Linked DNA regions of Mus musculus: region 1 is linked to region 2. A link is a contact called in public Hi-C data. All regions are on one chromosome and are shown on one strand. The core of a region is the stretch at or near the end of the contact, and the rest is flanking DNA. Distances in the headings are between cores, read along the strand shown. Region 1 has its middle 26 kb from the start of Pvt1. Region 2 overlaps Pvt1 (Pvt1 oncogene).

Region 1 (3,267 bases), core at 571-3,070, 210 kb before region 2:
CTCTGCTGAACTGTGTTTCAGGGGATAGAATGACAATGATTATATTTGGTCTCTTGAGAATTTTCACCAGGAGTATTGGCACATGCTTGTGATCCCAGCACTTGGGAGTCTGAGGCAGGAGGATCAAGACTTTAAAGACAGACTACTCTACAAATCTCAAATCTAAAAAGGAAAAAGAGAAAAGAAAAGAATAAAAGAACAAAAGTTAGGGGTTTTTTTTGTTTTTTTTTTTTTGTTTTGTTTTTGTTTTTTTACCTTTTGCTTGGTCTGACTAAGAAATGTCTGATTCATATTAATCACAATAATGACCAGCATGGCAAGATATCTTAAAAGTGTGATAGTGGCAGTCATATCTTGGTAGTAACCAATAGCTCTTTAATTGGATTGAAGGCCCACTAAACAGGAGCGAAATCTTGCCTGGTACTGAAAATCCAGCCAATTACCAAGGCCAATGAGATTATGTATCTTAGATGAGAACCTACTACTACCACTTACTAAACCAGCCTAATTCCTAACTACATTCCAAAACCTTCCCTAATATCCACAGACACATGAAGTTCTCATCCCTCGCCAAAGAGGCAAAGAGGCTCTGTAGCACATGGAGACCACTACAGAAAACTACAACTAGTAAAATCAGATAGCAACTGATCAGAGACTCTACTGCCCCATTGAAAACATCTACAAGGCAATTCCTGTGTATACAGCTCAGGGAACAGTACAGAAGGGAGAACAAATAGATTCTAACAGCCGGAAGCCCAGGAAGATTCCTGAGATTGGATCTCTTAGAAATAACAGGAAAGCTACACCCTACAACAACAACCTTGCTACCTGAACCTGGACAACACCAATAGACATGCTAATGTGGAAGGAGGAAATCTCAATGAGTCCCACCCTGAAATGGTTACCTACAGGAAACTAATGCCTACTGAGAAGGGAGAATTAGTCTTCCACAGAAATGAGGCTCTACTACAGACTGACCAGTGCTGAAATCACACACAGAAGTAACACTCAGTGAACTCAGCAGGTTGTGTCTATATATGCATGCATTTTTTTAAAAGGAAAACAGTATGAATTCCAGAAGAAGTCAAGGGCAGAATGTGGGAGGAGTTAGAGAAACTGGACATGGGAAGGGTTGGAGGGAAGAAGGGGAAGGTGGAGGAAATGATTCAATAATATTTCAATTCTTTTTTTTTCTTAAACTAAAGCATAAAAAATAATTGCTTGGTTACTTAAAATACACAATTGTGCAAAAGATACATTACTATATGGCTGAGGACATAGCACATGAACATCTTCCCAAAATGACACCTGAAGTCTACCACAGCAAGTAATACAGGAGACAGCACGGCAGAAAACCACAATACCATTTCTCCCATAGAGAGAAATGTTGATACCTGTGCCTTTCTCATCTTGCATGGGAACGAATACAGAAATGAATGGATACATGAAAGCCACCACCTCTAGGCAGTTCTGGATGCCATAACTATATACATTGAAAGTCTTTTGACTACCACTGAATGCTGTCCAGAGGAGAGGAGAGAACAATGTCTTTGATGACTCGGCCACTCATAGCTTTCAGCGTTGTTGTGACTTCAAAAACTCCATGTCTGGCTCTTGCTTCTTGAACTCCTTGTGCTGCATCTAATGTCAGAGCATCACTTACTGGGATAGTTAATGTTGTCAGCTTGCCAAGATCTAGATCACCCAGGAGCTGGGCCGCTGGGCAGGCCTGTGAAGAATCAGCTTGATTACATTAATAGAGGTGGGAAGACCCAACCACTAAGGTGACATCATTTCCTCATTGGTTCCTGGGCTGTGTGAATGGAGAAGCAGAACCTAACATCAGCAAGCATTGGTTTTTCTCTGCTCCTCAAATGTGGATATGGTATGTAACAGGCTGCTTCAAGTTCCCTGTTGTTGACATTCCTCCACAAGAAACTGTGACTTAAAATAAATATTTGCTCCTCCAAGAGTTGCTTCTGTCACAGTACTTTATCATAACAAAAGGAAATAATCGCAGACCTTAATTATTGCCACACTTTACTTCTCTTGCACCTGTTCCTGGAGAGTCACCAGGAAAAAGTACAGAGGGAATACCAAACTCACCTACCCAGGAAGTCCTTCAGGCTAGAACCACCATGGCTTCTTTGTGACCCAAGGGCTTACGTAGCACTTGTCTGCTTAGCAGTTGCTAAATACTTTCTTGCCATTTTCACTGAACCCAGGGAAACCAGGACATGGAATTGGATTTAGGGACCACTCCATGAGATGGGAAGAACATGAAATTAGAAAGGTCCAGCCAAGTGTGGTGGCCTATGCCTTTAAACCCAGCAATTGGGAGACAGAAACAGGATGGACCTCTGTGAGTTCAAGGACAGCCTGATATACAAAATGAGCTCCAGGATAGCCAAGGGGAAAAAACCTTGTCTTGGGAAGTGTCTTGGGTAGGGTGAGGGAAGTCTGAGAGGGAAAGCTACTACTATTATTCGGCTACAGGAACAGGCAATAAAATGACTCCTAATGACTTTAGTTACACCCATTGGATGGGTGCATTGCACAATCCTCACCATAGGATGGTTTCAATGGATGGACATTAGCATAGGGATCCACAACTGGGCAATCCACTGAGAGTAAGGGATTTTGAAGCAATCACTTCTAAATGGGCTGTCTTTCTCAAGCCCATCCTCTCTAGGATCAGAGATCATCAGGAAAGGAAGTGGAGAGATTATAAGAGCCAGAAGTAGTTGATGGTTGCCTTTCAGACACAACAGAACTGAGAACGAGACTGTGACGGCACACCCAGGACCTTCACATATGTAAACCAGACAGGATCGCACCACTTTGAAGGAAAAGGAGACACTAAGTCCCATGCCTTACCTGAGAAGCTATTTGCAGTTGATGCCCACCGAGAAAGGAATGTAGTTTTCTCCACTAGAGTGTCACTGGATCTATCAACCACGCTCTAGGATAGGCCCCAAGCCCAGGAGTTGTTGGCCAACACAAAATGAACTCCATGGGTTTTTGTTTCACTTTGTTTTATTTTAGTATTTTCTGTCTTACTGGTTTGTTGTTTTGATTTTTTGTTTGCTTGTTTTGAGAGAGAAAGAGAACATGAAGTTGGGTGAATAGGGAGATGGGGAGGTGCTGGGGGCATTTGCAGGAGGGGCAAATATGATTAAAATACATACAAATACTTTTTGTTTTCCTTTTTTATCTTTTGTTTGTTGTTTTCTGAGACAGGGTTTCTCTGTGTAGCCCTGGCTCTCC
Region 2 (3,062 bases), core at 470-2,969:
AATAACAGACAGGCTGGGGATGGTGTTGAGAGGCCACCCTGGCTAGTTATCTGGGCTTGTGTTTCCGGGGGTCTTATCCCCTCTTGTCAGATTCGGGTCCAGGACAACGGTTCTATTGTTCACAGATAGCATAGCCTATCTGAATGCCTCTCTGGGCAGCCCTCTGTCACACCCTGAGCTCCTGCCCTATCTCTGGCCCCACCTGGTCCCCTTGCTGACACCCGTGCGGTGGGCCTGAGGAAAACTTTCATGTAGCCGGCATGACTGCTCCTTGATCTCTTTTCCCCTGTGTAAAAATTCATGGAAGAGTGCACCTGAGTCTCCTTCACTCTCTGCAGTTGCAGGAGGCCTAGATAATAGCTTCCATAACTCCTCAGTGTGACTATCAAACATACAGCTTAATCTCAAATATGGACGTTGTCTGACAGGTCCATTCCTATTCCACTCTGCCGTGGGATAAGCTGAGGTCCCCAATGACATCAAGGTCACATGACAGTAGTAAAAGAGACTGAAATTAGAACCAGCCATCCACCCTGACCCATCTTAGTCCTTTTTTCCATAAGTGGCCCACCCACAACACTAAATTTATTTCTCCTTTCTTACTTTCCTCACTTTCAAGTGGACCAAAGAGAGATTCTACAAATGTGATAACTCAGGATGGTTTTGAGTCTGTTATTAATTAACCGCATCTTGTATCCTTCATGTATCTGAAGGATATCTGAAAGATGTCTTAGGTACGGCCACCCTAAGGAGCTGAAGTAGCTCCTAGAGATTGCCTAGCGAAGGGCTGGGTAACTTCTCTCTTCAGTTTTATTAGCTGTGGTTATTGAATTGGGACATCTTTATAAAATGAAATGCTATATAGCTATTTAAAAGAGTCAGCTGGAAAGAAAAGTATATGACTTATGCACATATTAATTAGTTGAATTTAGACTTCTACAATGTGCATATATATATAAAATATGCCATATTATATATACCATATACCAATTATATATACCATAAATATGTGTAATTTTTATTTGTCAATTAAAATTGTTCAATTGTAGTTACTAATGGATCTTGGAGGCAATGCAGAACATGGTTGAAATAATCACTCTAAAGAATAGCACCAATCTTAGCCATGATGACTTGGCTTTTTTAAAGGAGGGTATAAAATAGCAGAGTGTGAGGTTCACTTCCATCTCCTCCTTAACACACAGCCACGGTCCCCCACATCAGCCATTCAATCTACTGCAGACACGGTACCCCTGTCATGTTCTGTTATCTCTGTCTCTTCGCTGACCTGTCAGTCTTTCATGAAGTCTAGTCTAGCACTGCTTACAGATACAGTGAGATTACCAGGGCCAAGCCAGAATGGACATGTAATGGATTGTCCAGGGATACGAATGAATGAACAAATGAATGAACGAATGAATGAATCAATAGAGAAGAGAGAATTTTCCCGCAATTTCTTTCTACCTTCTACTCCTTGAGTGCATGAAGCCAGTATCTAAGTCCCACTCTCCTCTCTCCCTCTTCTGGTCCCATCCCTGCCCCCTTCCTCTCCTTGAGTATCTTGACTCAACAAGGCTTCCTCATCCTTCCCAGGCTTCAGAGAAATCAGGAGCGGTGAATGATCGAAATGGACCTTTGAGATTACAGTGTGGAGCTGACATTGCCAGTTAAGCCTGGGCAGATCTGACTTAATTGATTTAGTTGTTGGAGCAGAGACAACCCAGAGGCTTGGATCAGCCTCCCCATCTGACAGTGTGCTGGTGAGTCAGATCTGTTGGGGTTTGAGTCTGTGCTCTGGGTACGGCTGCCTGGGTGACCTTGGCTGTGTTACTCACCCTTGTTGAATCTCAATTTCCTGATCTGCAAAAGAAGACTTAAGTGCGGCTTTGGAGGTCCTGGTGAGGATGAGCCTTGATAACGCTGGTGCAAATGCCCTTTAGAGACAGCAGGAGGGTGAAAGTGCTTATTGTGTGTAGAGTAGAGGAGGTTGCTGTCATTTCTCAGGGAGGAATCCCAAGGCCAGGTCAGAAGAGGTTATAATTTGACTCTTGTTCTGTTCGATGCACTTCTCAAACTGCCCAGGGTTTGCAGCTTAAGCGCATAAATTATCCTGCTCCAGCAGACCCTGTGTTCTGTAGTGAGCCATATGTTGGAGGAGATAGAGATCCTTATCTAGCAGAGTAATATTACCCAGCAAGGGATGACATTTCTTATCAGAGGCTGAGGAGTCAGAGATAGGAGCTTTTCTTTTCAATGGCTGCCAGACCTCTATGTCCTGGGCTGGCACGGTGGGTGGTGGGAAGGGCTTGATGCCTAGGAGTGGACAGCTGATGCTGTTGCAGGCATCAGCTGGCCTTCATCTCTTATGACAACCAGGCCTGCTAGGCTTGCCTTGTCAGAAGTGGGTCCTTTAGAGATTTTTGCATGTGGATGCTCTGATAGCGACTAGGCAGAGGGGAGTGAGAAAGGAAGAGGGGAACCTCATAATGGTGCAGGCCAACATTGGGTGGAGGCGGAGCCCCAGCCTGTGTCAGGCTCCCCTTTCTAGGAGCACAGGCAATCCCCTGCTGCATGGACAAAGCCTGGCTTTCTATGCAATGGCTCTGTAGGGTAGGGTATCTCTGTTCCTACTAAAACCAAGCTGTTGGAACGCTTCTATGCTCCTCCCAAGTCAGCTTCCTAGAGGCTCTGTGCCTTGTGCTCTGTCCTGGAAGTTGAGTTGTATGGATGCATCCACAGGGTGACTGAACTGTGAAATGCTCAGCTTCTATCGGGAGGACAGACCTGGAGTTTGTTCTCCCTCTGACACACTGCTGGTACTTTCCTAATTCAGACAGTATCTACACAGAAGGTCTACACAGAACGTGCCATCCCTGTGTTACTTGCCAAGTGGTCCCCTTAAAGCCTCAGTTTCTTTGTCTATAGCAGGATGAAGTGATGTCAGATCTTTCTATCTCTCCCATGACTAGTTTTGAGGGTCTCAATTTCAAGGCCATGGCTTTCTGAAGGAAAAGAGTTTATGCAGACCCCGAGACCTGTTCTGAGGAAAAGCTCACTGCAGATGG

What was found. Hi-C and Micro-C count contacts between places; a contact is called where the count stands out from the background.
Region 1: a Hi-C map of the N1E-115 cell line shows a contact between it and region 2, with 1.7 times the contacts expected there. A contact is called at or near these places in 2 of 484 Hi-C or Micro-C datasets (the N1E-115 cell line and stem cell-derived neural stem cells), 3 of 130 datasets of targeted methods (the NIH/3T3 cell line, embryonic stem cells and fetal liver) and 1 of 9 other capture datasets (embryonic stem cells).

The regions. Positions count from the first base shown.
Region 1 is chr15:62,010,116-62,013,382 of GRCm38.p6, forward strand. No RefSeq gene overlaps it. Among named protein-coding and RNA genes, the nearest start is that of Pvt1, 26 kb to the right of the region's middle.
Region 2 is chr15:62,221,147-62,224,208 of GRCm38.p6, forward strand. All of the region lies in intron 2 of Pvt1 (Pvt1 oncogene), which reads left to right. Among named protein-coding and RNA genes, the nearest start is that of Pvt1, 180 kb to the left of the region's middle.